Linked DNA regions of Zea mays: region 1 is linked to region 2. The links are chromatin contacts, called in public Hi-C maps. All regions are on one chromosome and are shown on one strand. Each heading gives the region's core, a stretch centred on a gene start, on an enhancer-like site or on the middle of the called end of the contact. The rest is flanking DNA. Distances are from core to core; before and after follow the strand shown. Region 1 holds the start of LOC103630226 (UDP-glucuronic acid decarboxylase 2). Region 2 holds the start of LOC100193240 (40S ribosomal protein S5).

Region 1 (6,884 bases), core at 1,047-3,546, 190 kb before region 2:
TACCGATGGGATTGACATTGCCCCAGTAAGTCTCCACCTGCGGGTGCTGGAGAGGATCACCATAGACCTCACTGGTACTGGTGAGGAGGAACCTGGCGTTGATCCTCTTTGCTAATCCGAGCATGTTCAGAGTCCCAACCACATTGGTCTTGTGCTATCACAAAGGTTAAGGCTAACACGAACCATCTCAAGAAAGCAAAACGAGCAGAAACTAAATGAATCAGCCAGACACCCTTTTTCACTTTGTTACATTGCTACTCCACATTCAGTTGCAAAACAAGTAAAGCATAAGGAAATTTCGTGAAGTGAACAGTAAGCGAAGTTGCTTAGAAAGCGGAAAAGGCAAAGGCCACTTGGACGTCAACTTTTGTGTTGTTGAAAATTGAAATGCGCCCTTTATGTCAGAAGTAAGCAAAGTACATAACTAACCCAGATCCATGCGCACCGTGCGCTTACTTTTTGCTTTCATTAACGGATCATGAAGCAAAGTAAAACGGTACGGAGCAATTGAGTTCAGATCACAGCTATAGCTTTCGCTAGTACGTTTTTCCTGTTTCAAATGCACGGGAAAATGCAGCAAGCATTCAGAAGCATAAAAAACAGTTTTTTTAAGAAAAACACACACACACATAAATTATTTCGACAGAAAAAATGATGTGATGATTTGAGATCTTCAATTGCATCTGAAGAATCTGAGTTCAACTGAACATTTGTCACCAGATTTCATAGAAAGACGCAAAAAAAGATCTTTTTTTTTGCGTTGAATGAAAAGGGAGGATTGCCCTTGAGCAAAGGGCAGCCTAGCAGACAGAGATCTGAAACGGCCAAGCTCTGGTGGCTCTGCTTTCCCTCAGTTGAGCAGAAAACTCCAAAAAACGAAGTGAAACGTGGCACAAATTCGAGCTCCGGACAAAATTCTCCTTCCGTGGAAGGAAATCGTAGTTCTGGGGGGTTATACCTGTTGGTACCGGATTTTAAAAAAATTGTCATATTCCCATTTCAGAGACGGATACGGAATCTCAAAGAGTAGTGAATCGATCCTCCTCCTCAGATGCATCGCGCGTTAACCGATAAACCCGCAGGAAGAAACAAATTTGGAAATTCCCCACGAAAAAGCAATAGAAACCAAGTCCATCCCAATAACAATATAAAATATTTTTGTTTAGGCACCAAAAGAAGAAGAAAAATAGAAGCGATCGCGATCCAGGCATCAATCACGAATCATTCATGGAGGAAAGGAAATGAACGCAACGGAACTGAACTGAAGGAATTCGTAGAGAAAGGATATGATTGTCTTGATGGGGTTGTATTTGTAGTGGACGGGGGACGCCGGGCAGGCGAGGTGGTAGATCTGGTCGACCTCGAGCAGGATGGGCTCGACGACATCGTGGCGGATCATCTCGAAGTTTGGGTCGTTGAGGTGGTGAAGAACGTTGTCCTTGCGGCCGGTGAAGAAGTTATCGACGACGATAACGCTGTCGCCGCGCTCGAGGAGGCGGTCCACCAGGTGGCTGCCGACGAAGCCGGCGCCGCCGGTGACGAGGACGCGGAGCGCCTTCCGCTTGAGGCCCAGCGGCACCTTGCCGCCGACGAAGTGCCGCGTGGCCACGTCGCGGTGGTGGGCGGGCTCGACGGGGAAGCGGGCGAGCGGATTGTTGTTGTTGGAGTAGGACGAGGCGGCGCCGCCGGTGGAGGTGGAGGTGGAGGAGGAGGAGGAGGCGGACGGGGAGGCGATGGAGATGACGGCGGCGGCGATCAGCATCCCGGCGAGCGCGAAGAGCGGGCGATGCTCGGCGACGGCGTAGCGGGCCGCGCGGGGCAGCCACGCGAGCGGCTTGGACGGCTTCGGTGAGTATCCCCCGGCGCCGGCGCCGGCGGCCGTGGACGTCCCGCCGCCGCGGTAGGTGAGCTCGGACGCCATCTCCGTCGTGAATCTAGGGGAGGCGGGAGGGCCCTCGGCGAAACTCCCAGCGAGGGACCTGGGCGCGATTCGGACAGGTCTCGCGGGGGTGGCAGCGGCAGCGGCGGGAGCGAAGAGGTATTTATGGGCGGGGGAGCGGTGGCTCGCCGGAGGAGGGATACGGGGCCCTTGGATGTGGGGCGGACGGCAGGGACCCAGTCTTCGCGGGGCGGTGGGGGCTGGCCGGGAGGTGGGGGCTTTGACTGGCGGTGCGTGCGTGTGATCGGGTGCGCAAGGGAGGCCGCCGGGACAGGTGTGCGACCCGGAGGAGGACAGGGGTGGGTGGCCACTGCCTACTGGCCTCGTCGGCGGCTACCCTCGTTGTTGTGGGCTGACGGTGGGGGCATGTGCTACACGGGCTGCCAGGTGGTTAGAATTGAGAGCATCTTTGACATCTTTAAAAAACTCGCTCTCACATGATTTTAATACCCGATTTGGATGCAGATATTAGAGCACAGAATTGGTAGTTGAAATCATTTTCTCAAAATTTTTGTTGTTTGGTTGCGCATAGAATTGAGATTTGGAATCAGAGACCCAATTCTTTGGAAATTAGACTACAACTCGAAACTCAACTTTTCAATACAGAGCATCACCCATGGTATTATGTGAATTAGACCACACAATTCTAAGTTCAAATTCAGTGACATTCAAACAATAGAATTAAAATTACATTTCATTTCAATATCATGGTTGGTTTAATATTGAGCTCAATTCAATTCCTTGTTGTCCAATATCAACATCCAAACGGAGCATAAGGGGTTTCCACCCGCTAAACTTTAGCATTTAAGGGTTGTTTGGATACAAGTAGGTGGTGTGGTGTGGGTGGAGGAGGTAAGAGAAAGGGGTTGAGGGACCAGTTTTAGCGTAGTTTAACATATTTGGTGGAGCTAAAGCGCTAATGGGTGCTAAACTTTAGCACAACACTTTTAGTCACCATGTTTGTTTCTTTAGTAGCTAAACTAAAAAGTGCAGTGCTAAACTTTAGCAAGAGGAAACAAACGGGTCTAAGATACTAGCCAAATAACTTATCAAGCTAAGTTTTAGCTACTTAATAGCAAAATAACTCTCTAACAGACTAGTCATTCAACTCGCCAAGCTATCTGTCTATTGAAATGAGATGCTACATCTAAAATTTTATCTTAATGGAGAGGTAAATAGAGAGTCAAATAGGGAGTCAAAAATAAAAAAGTCCCTTGGAGATGCTCTCGCTCTCCTAAATAAATGAGTCATCTTTGTATATTTTCACACTAACATTTTTTATATCATGCATATATTTGAAAGAGTTTTTTATATCTATATTTAGCTAGCAAGACATTTAAATCAGTATATTTTTATATTTGATAACTACTTATAGAAACTAGAAAGTGTTGATTGGTATGTGTTGAACATCATATTTGACACTTGGGCATGCTCGGACCATCCGGTGCTATGGCTCAGACGGTCTGCACCCCCGCCACAAAATAATCACGTGCGAGAGTGCTTATCCTATATGTGGTTATCTTAACCTATCCATGGGGATCTGTTGGTACTCGGCTAAGAACAGGCCCAAACCTCCTCCCATATAAATATAAAGGGGTTACGGACGATTGAGAACTCCCGAACACAATCCAATCGAACCAATCTATTTACCTGCATTTATCTTTCATGCCTTAAGAGTAGACATAGTGTAGCCTTAGTTTAGATCTATTTGTAGTCTGCCACAACCATCTCTCTTCGACTCTACGCCGACCAGAAACGTCCTAGGTGGCTTGCCAATCCTGGGGCATGCCTTGGAACTCCCCCTCGACGGTATCTCTCCCAGGGGTGAGTTCTAGGATCCATCGTGAGGAAGAAGACCCTCTATGCAATCGCGGACCGCCCGGCCCAGAGCGCTCCTAAGTTTAGATCTATTTATGGCCTGCCACAACCATCTCTCTTCGACTCTACGCGACCAAAGACGACCCAGGTGGCTTGCCAATCCTGGGGCAAACCTTGGAACTCTCTCAATCGATGAGATCTCTCCCAGGGGCGAGTTCTAGGGTCCTTCGCGAGGAAGAAGACCCTCTGCGCCATCACGGACCGTTTGGCCAGTGCATAGGGAAGATCTACTCCTACAACAAGGCCATAGATCGTCCGGTCCCAAGTCGTGGACCGTCCGCGCCGCCACAGGGAAACCAAGCACACATGCCGCTAACCCGTGAACTCTTCGTCGGGGGTCGTGGCGGCGCCGCCGATTGGAGGCCGCGGGGTGAGAAGACGAGTCGCGACCGTTGGATCACAACCGACGTGTGGGATTAGATCGGACGGGTAACCCTTCGGCTTATAATCGCAACTGGTAATCTCAGATCCTACGGCCACCACTCTGTATCGGTTCACTAATCAATTCGAGCCCTAGATCTCTAGTAAGATAGCCCAAATGCACCTGTTATTCATTCATCCGCGCCCTTTTTGCATATGAGTCCTTGTACTCTAGTAAAACCAATCTGATGCGCTTGGGTAAAGACCATTATAGTAAGGTCCTGAAATTTATAAAGTAAACCCTGGGTTTCAAGGAATAGTGATCGTAGTGCAGTAGCCGTGTCTGATTATAAATTTAATCTAAAAATGGAATATTAGGTATGAAAATAAATCTAAGAACCTATGAAATTCATAATTTCTCATATTATCTCTGATTTGATCCATTCAGATTGCATTAGATTTATAATAATATTGTCTACATAGTACAACACTAATTCATATCATATCACATACTTTTATAAATGGATAATCATTTAACCTAGGTATAGTAGATTAATCTTCCTGATTAAAACTAAGTATGGTATCTTAACTTGGTCCTAATTTAGTTGTAAATTAGATTATGGATGAACTATCTAATTCTTAATAAATCACTTCCCACATGAATGACATTAATTAACATAGAATAGGTATATTACCACTATTTTGATCTCATAAAACTTCGAAAGGTCATACCTTCTTAACTGTAACTCTGGTTTTAGTGGTTCTCGAACCTATGATCTCGTAGCGACGCATAAAATATTATTATGCAGTTTGTGATCATGTTTGGTGTGATGTTAATTTCTCCTATACCATATTTGTTTGTATTGTTGCGAATAGACGAGCAAGTGACCGAGGAACCTGGAGCTCAGCAGGTGGAAAATTCAGAGCAGGAGCTCGCTGAAGGCAAGTTGTGCCTTTGATCACTCTTATTACCACTGAACTATTGGGTAGTATCTGCTATTGCTCTATATGGTTTTGAGTGTTATGACACATATTATTCATTGTCATGCTATTTACTATCAATGGATTATTTAATGTTCATGATAAGATTATTATGTTAATTCGAACATGGAGTGACCACTTGGGAAAATAGTGCTTCCACAATGGTGGAATAGGACGCCCTTGGCTGGATAATTAGGAAAGCTAGTGTGAGTTAACCCTTTCTTGAAATGGGCAAGCGGGTGGAGGAGTGCAAGTGTAGGGAGGTCCTCGGGTCGGGCTGTCTTTTTAGTTTTTCGGACGAGGGATTCCTATACCGCTTTTGGCCCAAAATCCGTAGCGGGTTCTCTCCTCTAGTGGAACTTTGTAAAGGCCTCGTAGTGTACCCTCGCCTACTCACCTTGGAAGTGTTTAAGGTCCGATCAACCCGAGGCGACAAAGGGAACACGTCTTGTGGGTAAAGATGTGCAACCTCTGCAGAGTGTAAAACTGGTATATCAGTCGTGCTCACGGTCATGAGCAGCTCAGACCCTCACATGAGTAACTTATAGAATTAAACTTAATCTGTCAGATACATTGCATTATGGATTTATTATTAATTGTGATCTCTTATTTAATTGAGATGATATATACTTATACTTAGTATCTGCTAATAAAATTTTGAGCAACTTATTAAAAGCAATGCTCAGCTTTAATCATTATTTGTTGATCAGCCTTGCACTATACATGAGCCACACCATAAGTGAGCTCATGCACATTATTCCCCACAATTGCTGAGCGATGAACATATGTGAGTTCACTCTTGCAATAACCCCCCCAGGTGAAGAGCAGGTGCCCTCGGAGGAGGACTACTATGATGAGTTCGACGAGGTCTAGGTGTCGTCTCCCAGTTAGCTTGATGGTGCTAATGGATAATAATATTATTTAGCTTTCTTTATTATTAGTTATTTTGTAAGACATTTTATTTATGTAATAAAGTTTGTGACATTCGTCTCTATACACTGAATCATTGTACGTGTTGATCTTCTTTGGCGTACATATGAGACGCACCCGGGTTTGCCTCTTAAAATCTGGGTGTGACAGGTAGCCTAGGGTTTGCCTGATGAGATGGACGAACACAAGAACACACAAGGGTTTAGAGTGGTTTCGGCCGCTGGAGCATAATACCCTACTCCACTATGAGTTGTATTGCTGAGAGGTTGAGAATGCCTGGGTCTGGATGAATATGTCTTCGAGGGAGTTCAAGTGAGTCTGTCTCGACCCCGAGTCCCTAGATGGCTCGAGAGTGGTCAAGTGTCTATCATCTTGCAATACAAGTGCCCTCCCATTTATAGCCTAAGGGGAGCACTTACAAAGGAGTTGGACCCCGACAAATGGGCCCAATAATACAATAATATGGGGCATGAAGCAACGAATAGAGCTGGTGGATCGAGGTATTCTTTTGCGGTGCGCAGATATCTTCCCTTGGTTGCATGTGGGCCCTCTAGCAGAACTCGCCTCCAGATTGTCCTGTCGGTGTGTGGGCGAAGGCTCTGGTATAGCCTATGGCATAGACTGGTACGTCGACGTGTGTAGAGGGGTACATGGATGGTGTCGTCTTGTCCCCTTTGCTTGTCTCTGTTGCATGTCTTTGTAGCGAGAATAGTAGAAGTCATGATGAGAGCCATCCAAGCGCGACACTGAGGTCAATGGCCTTCGCCTCAATAACGCGCGGGTTGCTGGTGCGGCC
Region 2 (6,637 bases), core at 1,712-4,211:
TGTCTCTTTTATTTATTGTGATTATTGTCTTCTTGAGTTCTCATATTCACTTGGAATATTGCTCCTAGTTTAATACTTATCTCAAGAGAGCCATCAAGTGAAGAGTTCTCATCTCCCTTCTCTCTACTCTCAAACTTGGTTTTATTTACTCTAACCCATATTATAGACCAAGTTTGTGTTGTTTTAATCAAAATTTGCAAGATCACTTATTCACCCCTTCTAGGTGCTCTCAGCTAATTCTAGATAATAAAAAGACTAGATGACGCTGGAAGCATGCACTTTGACAAAGACCTACATGCAAGCACATAGTAATATTTGTGTCACCTGGCTTTAAGTGAATTTGATTCACTGTGATCCTCAATGCATGAGCTTGAACCGAAGCATTCAAAATTTACAGGCTCACAGAGAAATTTCTAAACTCACAACTGTTGTTATTCCCATATTAAACTGAATGATTCAAGTGTGTTGATTTTTCAGAACTGTGTTGATTTACCAGTTGAACCAAAAGTAAGAAAATAGCCACACTACTAATTATATATTGTGAGTAACATGTATAGAAACTTATAGATAGCAGCCCAAACCATCTAGAGAATAGTTTGGATAAAAATGGACATCCAAAATATTGAACTAAAATTGGGATAATATCACTAGAATAACAAGCTAACAACTAATAACATTGTAGCTACCAGAATGATGTGTTGAGTAGAAGCTATTAAGGTTAACCATCCTTTTGAATTAGAATTCAATATATAAAAGGGATAGCATTTTTTGAAACCCAAATAAGATCAAACCTACAACATATCTGCAAAGTTACGTTGCCGCCTGAGTGATAAGCCAGTGAGCCCATCCCCTCCACCATCCACCCACTTTGCTGCACCACCTCCACCATTCCTGGCTTCCTCCTCTCACTCAACACCAGGATGTTGTGGGAAAAGAGCCCTCCCCACTGCAGCCTTTGTCCCTTGTTCAGCCTCCTCTTGTCCCCAATCCCCCGACTACCCTAGATTTAGGCACTGGGTTGACCGCCAATCCTCCTTGGACAACATTTTCTAGATGCAATCGATTTGAGACAAAAATTCATTGGCGCGGGTTGAGGAGAGCACAAGCTAGGATTGAATTTGGATTTGGATTCGAGGTGCAGCACATGCAGGCACGGTGTCGGAGGGTGGAGGTCGCGACGTTGGGGCGTGCATGGCAGGAGGAGGGAGGTGGTGGTGGTGGTGCTGTTGGATAAGAAGAGATGAAGTGGTCATGCTCTTCTTGAAGCGAAACGACTTTGTTTGTAGTCAGGGCGGGCGAGGACAGGGTGGGAGGTGGAGGCGGAAGTGGGAGAGAGGGCTTCAATCCTGCAGGCCTAACCACCACAGATTCAGCGCCGCCACATCCTCGTGTCGTGTACGTGAGAGGGGCGAGAGGTGTGTATCCAACTGGTAACGTGGGATAGGAGGTTTGGACCATGGATTGATTTTAAAAGTCGCATAGAGGGGGTGAATGGATGAAACCTGAAGTTTACGAACTTGAACACAAAACTTCACTCGGGGTTAGCGTTAGAATGAGTATAAAATGAATCAGAGTGCGGAAGAGTTCTTTTTTCTTAGAGTTGCTCAATCAATTACAAATTACTTTGGTAGCCAACTCAAATCATCGCAAGCAAGTGAACTAGAGAAATGGGAGAGGAAGAACCAAATCACAATGATTGTGATCAACGCAAAGACACAAGCGATTTGTTTCCCGAGATTCAACTCCAAAGAGTTTACGTCCCTATTGAGGTGTCCACAAAGGATATGTCTTTCAACTCTTACCCTCTCTCACACGGTCACAGAGGCCGGATGAGTTTTTTTCACTATCTCAGGGCCACCAAGTCCTCCAAGGACCTCCACACAAAGAATTGGAATCTCTTGCCTCACTTTACAATAAAAGAGAATGGGTGAGTGAGAATGAAAACTCGATTCAAGATAACAAGAACTCTCAAATGCACAAGGCGATAAGTTTCCCAAACTCAAATCGATCGAATGCGGCGTAGAAATGGATTTTGAAGCCTATAGAGGTTGCACCTGATGTGTAGTAAGTTGGGGTGAGTCTTATGTCTTCAATGTGCTGATTGGAGATATTTATAGTTCTCAACAACCAACATAGCCATTGGAGAAAATGTACAATTTATGCTCTGTCGGTGGTGCACCAGACCTCCTACAGTGACGAACTGACGATCCAGTGCGTCACCGAACCGTGTCAGTGTGTTCATGCAGGTTACCATTAATTCTATTAGTCGATCGTTGGCTTCTGTGCCGTGACGACTGGTCTAGGCTGGAATCATCCGTCAATGGTGAGGCCACGTTGGTGTTCAACCTGCTGGGAGGCTCGATGCTCCACTGCCTCGACACGTTCCAACAATTAGACCATGGTTGATTACAAAAAAATATAAAGTTTTTTTTTAAAAAAACGTTGACGCGTCACGGTGAAAACTAGCTCTATATAATAGAGACGTACTGACTATATAGCAAATCCTTTGCTATAAATATTAATAATATTAGTTCATATTGTAAAATATAGATATTTAAACCTTGTATCAATATAACTATAATAGAAAATGCTAGGCCGACACACGAAAACACGACAAAGCGTTAAGTTTTCTAGTTAACATTTGAATCCCTAAATATACATCGCGCTTTGTTTTCGCGCTATTCGGACTGCGAAGAACGAACACGAAGTAGTATGAACGAAAGGAGTTGAGAAAGCCCAGCAGGATGGTTTATTTTCGTAACATAAGAAAGGAGAGAATGGGCCCAAAGGCCTAAGGAACGAAGCCCGATCCGCTTATGGGATATCGTGGCCCTGCAATCAGTGACCGTCCAGCAGATGCGCGGACAGCTGTCGGATCAGAAACCCTAGCCCGGGAGGCTCTCACCTATTATTAGAATCCACCTCGCACCCCGCGAGCGGTGACTTCCCTAGGGTTTAGTCGCGCCGCCGCCGCCGCCGAAACAGCACATCGCTCTCTCGATCTCAGCCATGGCGGAGGTGGAGCAGCCCCAGGACGCGGTGAAGCTCTTCAACCGCTGGACCTTCGACGATGTCCAGGTACGCGAATGGCTCTTCACATCTCCACTTCGATCGATTCTTTAGCCATGCTACTGTGAGCAGTGGATTAAACTCCAATGGAAAAAATCTACAGGTGAACGATATCTCGCTGAACGACTACCTGGCTGTGACTGCGGCGAAGCACGCGACATTCCTGCCGCACTCCGCGGGGCGCTACTCCAAGAAGCGGTTCCGCAAGGCGCAGTGCGCCATCGTCGAGCGCCTCACCAACTCGCTCATGATGCACGGGCGCAACAACGGCAAGAAGGTCATGGCCGTCCGCATCATGAAGCACACCCTGGAGATCATCCACCTGCTCACTGACGCCAATCCCATCCAGGTGGTCGTGGACGCCATTATCAACAGGTACTACCTTGCTCTCCTGTCCTCACTCCCGATCTCTGTATTGTCAGGCTAATAACAGCTAAACTTGTTACTTTATGCTGATACTTTTTGGAATGCGGTAACTTTTGGTGAAACGTTTGTTTTTACTATGCAATTGAATTGATTCCTATGAAATTCATGTATAATTTTCTATGAAATTTATGTATAATTTCTGTCTTCTGAAGTAGATTGCACTTTGATAGAGCTATTATGTATTTCCTTGCTGCTTGTTGCCAGTTTTATATATCTGATATGCATTTAAACTGATTGGTATGAGATCATGTATAATTTGTCTTTCAAAGGGGAGTGCTGTTTGATATAAGTTCCTTGCTGGTTCCTGCTATTTTAAATCTGATAGCATGATCGTTGACAAATGCCAGCTGTTGAAATTCGAAATAAATGCCATGTCACAATTTCTCATCATACTAGAATGTATGTTTTTAAGCTGATTGTACTTGATCAATGTGCCCCATACTCTACCATTTCCAGTTTCAGTCAAAATGTGAATTTTGACTCGTATTATCTCATTGCTTTTCTGCCCATTCGTTTTCACGGCTCATGTTAATATCTCTTATAATTGTTATTTCTATGTCAATTATGTTGTTATCTATTTAATTGTTTTCATGCCCCATGCAGCTCAAAGTTATGTGCTATGAGATGTCAACTATAACTCAAACTATTGATTACACATGTTGGCTCTTGAGATGTCAAACTGGTGTTCTGTGCTGATATTGTCTTTGCAGTGGACCACGTGAGGATGCCACCCGTATTGGTTCAGCTGGTGTTGTGAGAAGGCAGGCTGTGGATATCTCACCCCTGAGAAGGGTGAACCAGGCCATCTACCTCCTCACCACTGGTGCCAGGGAGAGCGCTTTCAGGAACATCAAAACCATTGCTGAGTGCCTTGCAGATGAGTTGATCAACGCTGCCAAGGGCTCTTCCAACAGGTATATATATCCTGTCTGGCTATATTTGGTTGTTTTTTTCCTATCTGCGATGTGAATTGTGCTCATTCATGGCAATTCTTGTCACAGCTACGCCATCAAGAAGAAGGACGAGATTGAGCGTGTTGCCAAGGCCAACCGTTGAGTGGAGCTTGTATCCTGGTGCACTTGCACTAGAACTACGTTTCTGGCAGTCGTATTTTTTTCTTGTGTTTTTACCCATGTTTAGACTTTGAGACCTATATCTAAGGTTTTGGTTCTCAGTGAACAATGAAAATTACTGTGAAATGCAGTTGTTTTGGTGCAGAAATGCGCACTGAGATATTCTGCTTGTGAATTTGTGAGTGCTGTTGGCGTCGCCGCTGGCTTGCCGATGTAGTATTTCTTGTCACTCAGATGTCACCGGTTCTATGTTGGCAATCTTCTGTAGGTTAGACAATTGATGATAGCAGGTGCAAATCAAGCTGCTGGTGCAGATTAGGCAAACCAATACAAGAATGGGAAGATCTTTTTTTTTTTAAAAAAAACATGTTTCAAACCAGCCTTTTTCACCCCCAGGATATTTTTAGCTTACCTTGCTTGCGTTGGTTTGTACCAATAGTTTTATCTGCACTGCACCTCTCCGTGTTATTGGTTAGGTGACACAATTGTAGCTATGGATCTGTTTGTTTCCATACCCTTGCCTGCTCTCTCTCCGTGTTACATTGTGCCATAATCAGGATTGCCATAATCAGGCCATGAGATAAGTTTCTTAAGTCTGCTTTTTTATATAAGTCTGCTTTTTTATATCATCGTTGATGGGTCGTCATTTGATGCGAGAAGACACTACCGCTGTCTCGTCTCAAATCTCAATGAGCGGACCTGTCCGTGGGCAATCTCTCGTCAGCTCCAGCCACCGCTGAGCCGCATCTAATTAAGCTGCTCTAAAATTATTGTAATAACTAACACTTAATTACAAATTCAACTTCACCTAAGTGTCTCCACCCTAATTTCAACCCTATGCTATCATCTCAATCCTATGAATGTAAGTAATCGAAATAAATTGCACGTTTAGAAGCTCAAGGTTATTTTTTGATGTTTTAGAGAGTCGACACTCCTCACTGATTCTCGTTGAAGAACCCAAGGGTGTCACCGCTCACCAACTTGGTTCCCGCAACTGATTCTCGTTGAAGAACCCAAGGGTGTAACCGCTCACCAACTTGGTTCCCGCAAGAATAAGTGCTCTCTACGAGCTAGTTGTTTGCTACTCCAGTATGGTGAGGTGTTTAGGAATCCTTATGGTGATCAGCACATTTCAAACTAGTAAAAATCTTCGTGTTCCCTTTGCACATCATTCATTCCAAAATGTGCAAAGCACAATTATTACTAACCGTTGGTACAAACACCAACAATTGTCACGTTAGGTACGAGCTTTTTGCGTGTCATGCCGTTTTTCTCCATCACAAGGTAGCGGATGGCAAGCCACGTCATTAGCTGAGTCTCAGGCGTGAGCGTGCGCTTCGGAACCCTAGACTTCATCGTCACCATCGAGAGGGCGGGTGGAGAATCTATTGCAACCTTCCCACATCACCAACATCTACATCGTCACTAGGGTGCTTGGGGAGCTATGGCTCCATGTCGCGAGACCCAATCTTCTTAGAGTAGGCAACTCTCGGACCTAAACATTGGGCACGTGTCACGCCAACTTCACGCCTTCCTGAGGCCCTGATCGTCTGTTGGAACTTGCTCTCCTGGGCAAGTTGATCCAACGGGGGAGTGAAAGTAATGCAAATAAGGTTTTAACTCGAGATGACGATTGCTCTGTTAATCCAGCCTCTCAAGGGCACTTTACGGGGGTATTTATAGGTGTCTGAGTGCCCAACGTCTCGATGTAAGGACGCATGTACCCTCAGGCACCTGGACTATCCCCGGAATATTCCCATAAAGGAGGGTTACAGACTGTCATTACAGAAAAGCAATTATAAATCGGGCCCGTAACACACTTCTCCGTGCGGGGCCTGTTATAATGGGCCGAATCCCACGTGGGCCTCCAGGTCTGGTGAGGACGTGGGACGGGGCGACGTCGACGTAGGCCTTCGTCTTGTAGTGTAGAGGACGAAGGGTGGACCTCGCCGGTTGTCGGGGACCATAATTAGGGGTACCCTCAAGACTCCTAATTCTCAGCTGGTAACCCCCATCAACATAAAGCTGCAAAGGCCTGATGGGTGTGATTAAGTCAGGGATCAGTCCAT

The links. A called contact is a pair of places that touch in the nucleus more often than the background predicts.
Region 1: a Hi-C map of leaf shows a contact between it and region 2, with 6 times the contacts expected there. The contact joins the promoter of LOC103630226 here to the promoter of LOC100193240 in region 2. A contact is called at or near these places in 5 of 25 Hi-C or Micro-C datasets (ear, endosperm, leaf and 1 more).

Annotation. Positions count from the first base shown.
Region 1 is chr6:149,297,801-149,304,684 of Zm-B73-REFERENCE-NAM-5.0, reverse strand. It overlaps LOC103630226 (UDP-glucuronic acid decarboxylase 2), which reads right to left and starts at 2,296. Exons shown (of 6, transcript XM_008651297.3): 1 at 1,289-2,296; 2 at 4-151. The coding sequence starts at 1,921.
Region 2 is chr6:149,110,213-149,116,849 of Zm-B73-REFERENCE-NAM-5.0, reverse strand. LOC100193240 (40S ribosomal protein S5) reads left to right here and starts at 2,961. Exons shown (of 4, transcript NM_001138390.1): 1 at 2,961-3,078; 2 at 3,173-3,444; 3 at 4,206-4,409; 4 at 4,497-5,173. The coding sequence starts at 3,010. The coding sequence ends at 4,551.